Regions from separate parts of the Mus musculus genome. Here region 1 is linked to region 2. A link is a contact called in public HiChIP or PLAC-seq data. All regions are on one chromosome and are shown on one strand. The core of a region is the stretch at or near the end of the contact, and the rest is flanking DNA. Distances in the headings are between cores, read along the strand shown. Region 1 overlaps Tanc1 (tetratricopeptide repeat, ankyrin repeat and coiled-coil containing 1). Region 2 overlaps Pkp4 (plakophilin 4).

Evidence for each region. HiChIP or PLAC-seq counts read pairs in DNA pulled down with a chosen protein or histone mark.
Region 1: a FOXA1 HiChIP or PLAC-seq map of pancreatic cancer cells shows a contact between it and region 2. The contact joins two enhancer-like sites. A contact is called at or near these places in 1 of 115 datasets of contacts at active chromatin or transcription factors (pancreatic cancer cells) and 1 of 9 other capture datasets (pancreatic islet).

What each region holds. Positions count from the first base shown.
Region 1 is chr2:59,631,604-59,637,013 of GRCm38.p6, reverse strand. All of the region lies in intron 1 of Tanc1 (tetratricopeptide repeat, ankyrin repeat and coiled-coil containing 1), which reads right to left. Among named protein-coding and RNA genes, the nearest start is that of Tanc1, 22 kb to the right of the region's middle. Within about 2 kb of position 1,568, at least 27 of the 459 cell types and tissues checked have an H3K27ac peak or open chromatin away from gene starts, as enhancers often do. A contact at or near this core is called in pancreatic cancer cells, where this site is marked.
Region 2 is chr2:59,245,986-59,251,425 of GRCm38.p6, reverse strand. The region is part of intron 2 of Pkp4 (plakophilin 4); the gene reads right to left. Among named protein-coding and RNA genes, the nearest start is that of Pkp4, 88 kb to the right of the region's middle. Within about 2 kb of position 2,430, at least 16 of the 459 cell types and tissues checked have an H3K27ac peak or open chromatin away from gene starts, as enhancers often do. A contact at or near this core is called in pancreatic cancer cells, where this site is marked.

The DNA of each region.
Region 1 (5,410 bases), core at 319-2,818, 390 kb before region 2:
CTCTGTGGTCTTCTGTCTTCATCTCTTGTCGTCTCTGTGTCTCTCTCTCTGTCTGTCTCTCTCTGCCTCTGTCTGTCTCTCTCTCTATCTCTGTCTGTCTCTCTGTCTCTCTCTGTCTCTCTCTCTCTGTCTCTCTCTCTCTGCCTCTGTCTCTCTAAATGTCTCTGTCTCTCTCTGTCTCTCTGTCTCTCTCTCTCTCCCTCTCTCTCTCTCTCTCTCTCTGTCTCTCTCTCTCTCAGCCCGGTTCAGTCTGGACTCTTCCAGATGCCTCTGGCTGAACTCTCCTTCATATCTACAATAAAAACCTTCTCCGCAACCATACCTCTAGGGGTGGGCATGTCCTCATTTTCATTCACTGCCCCCTGCACAGAGCTGCCTACTCGGTCTAGCTCAGTTGCTGCCACTGTGAGAAAACACTCACCAAAACAACTCTTGGGAGGAAAGGGCTTCCGTTCCTTACACTTCCCCACAGAGTTCATCATGGAGAGACTCAGGCAGGGAGCTAGAGGCAGGAACTGAAGCGGAGACCATGGAAGACCGCTACTTACTCTCAAGCCTCCGAGCTCAGGCTTAGATACACTTCGTACAAAGCCCAGCCCACCTACCCAGGGATGGCTGGACCCTCCTACACCAGTTAGCAATCAAGAAAATGCCCCACAGACCAATCTAATACAAGACAGCTCCTCAACTGAAGGCCCTTCTCCCCAAGATTAGCCATCATACTCCTGGTAAAATATTTCAGTTCCTATGATAGTAGAACATACCGTACGTATGACATGCTTGTCCTTGGGCTCCTTTTTGTGACAGGTTTCTCCCCATGTTCCTTTTGAAATGAACACTTTCCCTGTCCTTTTTTTTTTTTCTGGATAATAAATAATGTGGTAACCACCTATGTGATATACATGTGTGCACTTGCACAATTATTTCATTGGCATAAGCTTCTAGAACCAGAACTTCCGTTCCAATGACTTGCATAAATACACTGACAGGCTGCCTGCAGATCTGTCCCCAGTTGTCCTCCTAACATTGGAAGATAGTTCTCATGTCCCCACCAGCCTCACTAACATGAGTATTCTTTTCAATCAATGATTCTTCTCACCAGCATCCAGTGAGCACTATCCACACGCCAGGTCCCACCTGAGCTGCTCTCCAGCTGCTGTGGTTGCAATGAGGTTGGCTCCCTATAGGTTCGTGATTTGAACACATGGTCCCCAGAGGGATGATGCTGTTTGGGGAGGTTTAGAAGGTGTGGCCTTTTGGAGAAAGTATATCACTGAAGGTTACAGAGGATTTTAATCCAGCAACATGGCTGCTCTGGCAAGGGATTATATCCTAAAACCTTCTAGGTCTATGTGATCCAGCTGGGATGCAGACACACCCTGGATTACAGTATGATCTGGCTGGAGTATAGACACACCCTTAGTGCACACCTTTAATCCCTAACAATGAAAGTAAGGTTACTTTGTAGAAGAAAGCAGCCATGTTTGAAAGTGGCATCTAATCGAGGGGCAGACAAAGTGATGAATCAGAGAAAGAGTTGACAGAATGACTCAGAGATAGGATATACCCAACTCTTCGGAGAACTGCACAGGAAAGGGAAGCTACTTAAGAGTGGGGAGGAGGGGGGATAGTGTAGTATGTGGGGTGTGTGTGGCAGTTTTACCAAGACAGTTTTACAGAGACAGATTGCAGAAAAAGAGCAAACTCGACACAGGTGAAGATAGAACAAGCCAGAGAATGAGAATGAGCCAGAAGAGTAGAACATATAGCCTAAGTTAGTATGAGGCCAAGCAGAGCAATTCAGTCAGAAACAGAGAAAAGCCAGATTGAATCAATCGGCCTGGGGCTGGAGAACTGGCTCAGCAGGTAAAAGCACTGACTGCTCTTCCTAAAGGTCCTGAGTTCAAATCCCAGCAACCACATGATGCCTCACAACCAACTGTAATGAGATCTGACACCTTCTTCTGGTGTGTCGGAAGGCAGCTACAGTGTACTTATGTATAATAATAAATAAATTGGGCCGGAGCAAGCAGGGACTGAGCGAGTAAGGCCGAACAGAGCTAGCAGGGTTGACCAGAGTGAGCAGAGGTCCTAAATTTCAATTCCCAACAACTACATGAAGGCTCACAACCATCTGTACAGCTTGAAAGATTGGATTGTATGGAGGCTAGAAGCTTTGCAGGACTAGGCCTAGAGATAGTTAAGAGAAATAAGTGCTCTGGGCTCAGCCCAGCTCATCTCATCCCATCATCTGAGGAAATAGAAGCAACATCTACAGGAGGTTGAGTCTAAACTTTAGGCCCCAAAACCCTTTCCAGTGGCTGTCTCTGGCTTGAGCTTTCAGTTTGCAGATGGAAGCTCTTAGCATTCTTCTCCAGCTACCATGCCTCCACTCTGCCATCACCAACCCTTAAATCCTTCTGAAACCCTAAGCCTAAATATACTCTTCCTTCCTTAAGTTGCACTGGTCCTGGCTGTTTTATCACAGCAACAGAAAAATAACTAACACAGTTCTTAGCATCTGACCTTACAATAGTGATGTGGAAACAGGTGCTCAAAATACATTATACCCGAGTAACCGGTCACACTACTCTAGGGTAGTAAGGCCCACATTCATGTGACCTGTTCAAGGTCACACAACTTGCCAAACATGTTGCTGGGATATGACCCCTGTTCATCATCTCCAGAACCCAAGACAGCGCTTCAGCTTCTCAAAAAAAAAAAAAAAAAAAAAAAAAGTCAAAACCCTGGTTCACTCATTCTTCCTGCTGAGTCACCCTTCCACAGTAAAACCTACCGAGGGTTCCAATTTCAAGGATGATACAAAGGCTGCCAGGCTAGAGGTCAAAAGAATGCTTCTTGCGCCTGTTTTCCTGAATCTCCTCTTGGCTGAAAACCGCCCAAAATAGCTCCCATCTCTACCTTTACAATGCACTGCAAAGCCTAAGATGAGCAGCTATTCTTTCCAGAGTACCTGCTGAGCTCTTTCTCTGTGCCCTGATTCTGAAGACAAAGAGGCCATGCTGGCCCCAAGCATCCAGAGAGAGATGAGCAACAAGGCCAACAGCGACCTGACTATACTAGAAAGCATGGGAGGGGTGAAGACTCAGACACTAACACACACACACACACACACACACACACACACACACACCTGCCATCAACTAGCCAACACCTGGGAAATCTGTGACTCCCTCTGAAACATGCAACAACAGCCCCTAAGTCACCAGACTCAGACTTGGCTGCAACTGTTATGCTAAAGACCCACAGAGGCCGAGAAGGAAGGAAGTCATGGCCGCTGCCTTGAACACATAATGGTATTCTTTCTCCCCTTTCCCAAATTTTACAGAGCATCATTTAACATTTATAATTCTTAAAATATTTTAATTGCCGGGAGCACAGATGGAGGCATGATTAATTCTGACTGAAATAATGTATGTAAAAGGTGGAAGCTGACCCCTCCCCCCCACGAATGGTATTACTGTCAGAGCATGAAGTAACCTAGAATTATGCATAATAGCATCACAGGCTGCAGCGCAGGTTATTTTTAAGTTATGCTCTTGGTTTCCAGCTCACCTGATAATGTGCAACATTAATCATCTCTTTACAGTATTTCCTCCAACTCTTTAAAAAATACAAATGTAAAAGAAAACAGCTGAACAGTACAATGGGGCCTGGGAAGGCAAGGCTTTCTCCTGTCCCACATTCTTAACGTTTGGGTAGTCTTATTAATCTTAGTGAATGCTACATTTCTGTTTTAACCACAGGTTTACATGTAAGTACTACTAACACTTCATTCGAGGTGCTGCATCTTAATTCCAAACCATCCTCTCTGTTCCAGCGCTGACTTCTTTTTTCCAATGTGCTTCTAAAGCCTACGGCCAACATCCAACTTCTCCCAAACTCTACCTAGATCCTCGATGGCCAAGATCCAACTTCCCTACCGAGATCCCTCTACTCCTCATGCTCCCAGAGAGGGGTCTATTCTGTTCCTTCACACTGGTGTCCCCCTCACCATTATTTACACAGAGATCTTGACCAGTACTCTAGACAGATCCTTCCTTCTTCCTTCTGTGTACTTATCAATCAATCACTGATTTCATCTTCTCAATCGACCCATGCTTCCCGTTCCCACCCAAGGTCAAGATACTATCTTACCATGCAAGAGTCTGGCTGGCTTCCTGGCCTCCCTTCTCCCTTCCTACCAAGCTAACAGGAAAGAAAATTTGACCGAGTCCTTCCCATTAAGCCTTTCAGAGGTTCCACTACCTACAGAATCAATCAGTTCTTCTTCAGCAAGGTCTCCGAGGCCCACCGATACTCACATCAGGCTCTCTGAGCCCCCATCTCTGGACCACCTTCCTCCTGCAATCTACCCATCCCTCTCAGATTCGTTATAGCTCTAAATATTTCCATCCACTGCTCATGCTGTTGCTTTGGCTACAACCCATCTGTGATGGCTAATCTTAGTTGACAACTTGACACACCTGGGACGAGGGACCCTTAGTTGGGGAATTGTTCTTTATCAGATTGGCCTGTGAGCTTGTCTTTGGGGGCATTTTCTAGATTGCTGATTGATGTAGAAGACCCAGGTTATCACCATTACTAGGCAGGTAGGTTTAGTTTATAATCATCACAAAGAAGTGAATGAGAGTTTTGCCATTGATTTGATAGTAGGGCAACCTGTTAGTGAGGTGGACCACTGCATGGTCATAGTCTGTGACGGTGAGGTTAGTGACTTGGGCCACTGTACTGGCTGGTTTTGTGTGTCAACTTGACACAACCTGGAGTTATCACAGAGAACGGAGTTTCCCTCGAGAAAATGCCTCCATGAGATCCAGCTGTAAGGCATTTTCTCAATTAGTGATCAATGGGGATAGAGCTTAGCCTATTGTGGGTGGTGCCTAGTCCTGGGTTCTATAAGAAAGCAAGCTGAGAAAGCCAGTGGGAAGCAAGCCAGTAAGCAGCACTCCTTCATGGCCTCTACATCAATTCCTGCCTCCAAGTTCCTACCCTGTGTATGGAAGTGTAAGCTGAATAAACCCTTTCCTCCTCAATTTGCTTCTTGGTCATGATGTTTTGTGCAAGAATAGAAACCCTGACTAAGACAGCCACCCAAAGGTGTGTGTGTGTGTGTGTGTGTGTGTGTGTGTGTGTGTGTGTGTGTGTGTACAGAGAAAACAAACTGGGGATGTGTGGCTCCTGTAACCTGCAGTTAAAGCATCACCATCAGGAAAGCTTGGCTGCATCCTTGTCCTCTGACCCCTACAGAACAATCCCCACGCCAGGTGTGTTAGTATGAGATCAAGGCTTTGTGTGAAAGGTGTTCTCAGTTAGGAAGAAAGGATGCTAACACCATTTTTTTTTTTATAAAGCAGCTGAAGGGGACCTGGCGACGTGCCAGTAAGCA
Region 2 (5,440 bases), core at 1,181-3,680:
CTCCTGAATGTTGCTGTCTTCTGGGTCACCTGACTGCAGTCCTTCCCTTTCTGTTTTCCTTCCATCCACCTTCTGCTAAGATTGTCTCATCTTGACTTGTGTCTCTTTTGTTTCCACTGTTTGGTTACTTTTTCTTTCTTACCTTTCCTTGTATCAAGCCAATATGAATCAGTCTTTCCTCCACTTTTTACCCATTTTACTGTAGTCAAAATACTAAGTAAACAGAACAAAGAAAGTATATTGAAATCTGCAAGAGCGAAATACCAAAAAATACATAAAGTCAGACCCATGAGAAAAATTACGTATTTCTCAACAATTAGTTTAAATTTGTGTGTGTGTGTGTATTTGTGTGAAGAGTGTATGTGCACCTGAATGTAGGGGGCAGAGATATGAAGAGGATGTCAGATGTCTGGAGCTACTGTCAACTGCTTAATGTCTGTGAGAGGAAACCCAATTCAAATCCTTGGTTGACGAAATACTTCAAACATGCCCAATGAAAGAATAAGGGCAATTAAATAAAAAGACAGCTAAACCTCCATATACATCCTAACTAAAAAATTACAAGAAACAGAACATTAAAGTCAAATCTCTGCTTAAGAACAGCCAATGCTCTTTACCATTGAGCTATCTCTCCAGCCCCTTAACTTCTAAAGCCAAGAGGGCTTGCCAAGGCGTATGTCCATCTCCGAAAGACAAATGCCACACAAGACCACTCATCCCGCAAAACTAGTAACTATAAGAGAAAGAAAAGACTTTCCATGATAAGGAAATTCATGACCACTAAACTAGTTTCACAGGGGAGGATATCCAATGAAATTCTTTGGATAGAAGAGATAGATAAATACACCCATGAAGCTACAGGAAATAAACCACACCAGAACCATAGTTTAGGCATGAAGAATAAGAAAATACTGAACATGAAAAAGAAAAGAAAAATCAAACAACAAAACCCAGCCCAATCAAAGACAGCAGGTAGCAGACTGGATAAGGGAACAGGATGCATTGATTTGTTGTCTCTAAGAAATGCATTTCACTGACAATGACAGATGCTGTCTTAAAGTAAAAGGGTTGGAAAAGGACGCCAAACAAATGGATCTGAGAAACAAACGGCATTACTGTTCTAACATCTGTCAAGACAAGAGTCCAAACCAAAATTAGAAGTGGCAAACGTGTAGTGTATGCTATCTGACTGCAGGGCAATAAAACAAGACGTCACAAGCCGGAGAAACCACGGAAAACAACCAAACTCACAGCGATTGACCAACACAATCCTGCATGATAAACAGAACAGAAAGGAAATAAAGATGGAAAAAAAAGAAATATTACCATCAAATGAAAAAGAAATCACAATGTTATCCAAATGTGTGAAACAATGAAGTCAGTTATAAGAGCGAAGTTTATAGTAACAAGTGTGTATATTAAAAAAATCAGGAAAATCTCAAATATATGACAATGACCTCAAGGCCTTGGGGAAAAAAAAAGCAAACTCTCATCCTAAACAAACACCAACTTCAAAGATCTTAGTGTAAGTCTCGAAACTGAAGTTGCTCGAGTAAAAGTAGGGAAAATAATTATAGTCATAGGAAAGACTTGTAAGGTTGGTATTATTTTTTATTTTATATATATATATATATATTTTTTCATCTATATATATGGATACGTGTCCTTGAGTGCAGGTACCCATGAAAGCCAGAAGCTTCCGATCCTCTTTGGAGGTTGAGCTTTAGTTGTGAGATTCCGGATGTGGATGGTGGGAACTTGGGTCCTCTTCTAGAAGAGTATATAGTCTTAAACACTGTATCATAGTTCTAACGCCAAGAAATTTAAGGGCTCCAGTTGTTCAGAGAATAATGCTAATAATTGACAAGAAGGATTTACTGAACCTTTGACAAGAAGGAAATTGACAATTGATTATCAGTTGATCAACTGACAAGAAAGAAACGATTTTAGTGTCTGTTCATAAAAAGGATATAGTTAATTAAGTGAAGAGATAGTTTACAGGATAGGGGAAAATTGTTGCCAGTTATAAACCTGGCAAAAGAGTAACACCTAGACTATATAAAAATTAAAAAAAATAGAATGAGAATATCAACCAACATAGGTTCTAGGAAGATGGAATGGAAATGGCCAATAAATATATGAAAATATGTTCAACCTTAGTAGATATCAAGATTTTATCCCATCCATTTAGAATTAGTCATTAAGAAAACACATAACAAATGGAATTAGTCCAGCCATTATGGACATCAGTGTGGAAGTTCCTAAAAACAAACAAAAAAAACCAAAATCAAAACAAACAAAGCCCAACCAACTAAACAAACCAAACTTGCACTAAAACGAGTTCTGCCACATGACCCAGCAATACCTCTCATGGGTATTGATTGACCCAAAGGACATCAAGTTGACTCATCACAAAGATATTTGCAGATCAATGCTGACTGCAGCATGACTCACAATAGCGAAGTGTTGGAATGAACCTTGATATTGAAACAGAAGAATGGATGATGAAAATGTAGTGTGTAAGTACAATAGGGTTCTTTTATCCATAAAGAACAGAGCCCTGTCATTTACAGGAAAATACGTACATCTGGAAATAAAATAGTAAGCAAATTAAGTCAGTCTCAAGGAGACAAATACCATACTCTCTCTCTTATGATTTCTAGATTTCATGAAGGTACATTAAATCATATCATACCTAAGGCATGAAATCGTGTAGGGGAACCAAGAGGACTAATAGGGAGAGGAGAGAAACTAAGAGGAGGGCAGGGGGAGGGTGTGTATGCTCAGTGTATAACATATACTTGTATGGGAATATCTTTACACCACACAGTACCATTTACAATGAATATACACAACAGAATTTACAGACTTATAAATAAAATACAGTAAGAGTTATTTGCACTTTAATACCACAAGTGACCCCAATGTTACTACTTGTAAATTTGGACCTATAAAGAATATCTTAAGAATCAAGTTTCATAAAGGGCATGGAATCTATTATAGTAATAAATGTCTTATTTAAAAATATAGGCCGTATCAATGGACTGATTTAATAGATTCCTCGGTACAATTTCTCTTGGTGCTCCATCAGGTAATTTAATAAAGCCAATCTTTACAGAGATGCTATTTGGCTCAGTTTGATTATAATTAATGTGATTTCATAAACTGTTTATGAGAATGAAATTGTTGTAACCCTCACTATTAACCATCTCTTGAACTTTATGTTCTCAAATTGAAATTACATTTTCATTATAAAAGAATTCTATTTTCCCCACACCTTAATAACAGAGAACCACCATTTCGTCATTTTTCTCTCTTACACAAAACCAAATACATGAAGTATCTCATATAAGTGAAAATACAGTATTTGCCAGAGGCTGGAGAGATGGATCATTGGTTGAGTACTGGCTGCTCTTCTTAGAGGGTTTGATTCCCAGCATGCACACCGTGGCTAATGACTGTGCCGAATGAAGTAAAATAAGTGAAAGTGTCGGGAAAGGTTGTATTAAGGAACCACACTACTAACTACCTAAAAATACCTATAATATACATTAGTCAGTATAAAAATAAACACGTACTGGCTGGTTTTGTGTTTCAACTTGACACAGGCTGGAATTATCACAGAGAAAGGAGCTTCAGTTGAGGAAATGCCTCCATGAGATCCAGCTGTAAGGCATTTTCTCAATTAGTGATCAAGAGGAGAGGACCCAGTGTGGGTGGTGGGTGATCCCTGGGCTGGTAGTCTTGGGTTCTATAAGAGAGCAAGCTGAGCAAGCCAGGGGAAGCAAGCCAGTAAGGAACATCCCTCCATGGCCTCTGCATCAGCTCCTGCTTCCTGACCTGCTTGAGTTCCAGTCCTGACCTCCTTTGGTGATGAACAGCAGTATGGAATTGTAAGCTGAATAAAGCCTTTCCTTCCCAGCTTGCTTCTTGGTCATGATGTTTGTGCAGGAACAGAAACCCTGACTAAGACATTAGTCTAACTACAATGCTCTCTCCAACAGCCATAGACAAGTGGTCCTCAACCTTCCTAATAATACAGTTCCTCGTGTTGTTGGTGACCCCCTGACCACAAAATTATTTTCTTTGCTACTTTGTTTTAACTATAATTATTACTGTTATGAATTATAATGTAAATATTTTTGGAGATAGAGGTTAGCCAAAAGAGTCACAACCTGCAGGTTGATAAGCACTGTCTTAGATCATCTAACAAGACCCAACATGGCATCAACAGTCCTCTTTAGAATTGTTGGTTAGGGTTATGCATGCATCATCCAAAACAGTACAGACTATTGCTATTACCCATGGCTGCCCTCCAACCTCACCCCACGAGTCGGAAAGTAAATAAGTCCTAATTACTGAAAATACCATGCAATTCACACACAGGGCCCAGAGGTCACTGAGCCTGGAAGTGACCCTCCTCCCTAAAGACTAATCGCTGGGGAGCAATCATCAATCCTACCCAGCCATGACACGTATGACACATATTAATGACTATCACACCTGAGACAAAGATCACTGTGGAAGCAGAGACAGAAGGATTCTAAGAGCCAGAGCAACAAGGACTTGCTGTGAGTGTGCCTCCACTGTTAGTGGCAGAAGCAACAGTTGTAACCTCACCATCATGATCTCAGCATCATGGTTGTCTGAACATGATCCGAATAAGGACGACGACAACAACAGGGGCAATGCCAACGTGGACGGGGAAAGTTCAGGAGGCTGCAACTGTATACAAAGAACTACGGGCAACTAAAGGACGCTGAGAGCAGGAGAAACAGGAAGGCCACTTGATGACCCCAGAAGCACAGTGGTCTTGGCTGACTGGAATCTTAAAGTGAGCCAACACCTCAAGGTTGTAGAAAGAGAATTAAAGTTGAAATGCTATAATATAGCCCAATTTTCAGATGCCAAGTAAAATTAGCTCCCTGGAAAGTCAGAGATCACGAGAAGATGCAGGGGATGAGAGTCCATTCCCTGGTTGGTACAGGCAATGAGCAAAAGTGAAGACTTTCCTGGACTTCCCATCCCAGAGGTCAGCCAAACCACCCTAGCCCAGAGGTTCTCAGCCTTCCTAATGCTGTGACCTGTAGTGCAGTTCCCTCTTGCTGTGGTGACCCAACCATAAAATTATTTTCATTGCTACTTCACAACTATAATTTGCACTGCTATGAATCATAATGTAATACTTGTCTTTTCTGACTGTCTCAGAGAGGTGGAGACCCAAAGGCTGAAAACCACTGCCCTAGAGTGAGACATGGCAAATAGTTTCTATAAAAGATAGCTAGTAGATACTTTGGGCATTCTGGACCATAAGCTAGGTTTCTGTCATTTAGTCAACACTGTCTTGAGAGTGGGAAACCAAGGGGTCACATGAATGATTGGGGCCATGCACACGTGCATGTACACACACACACACACACACACACACACACACACACAC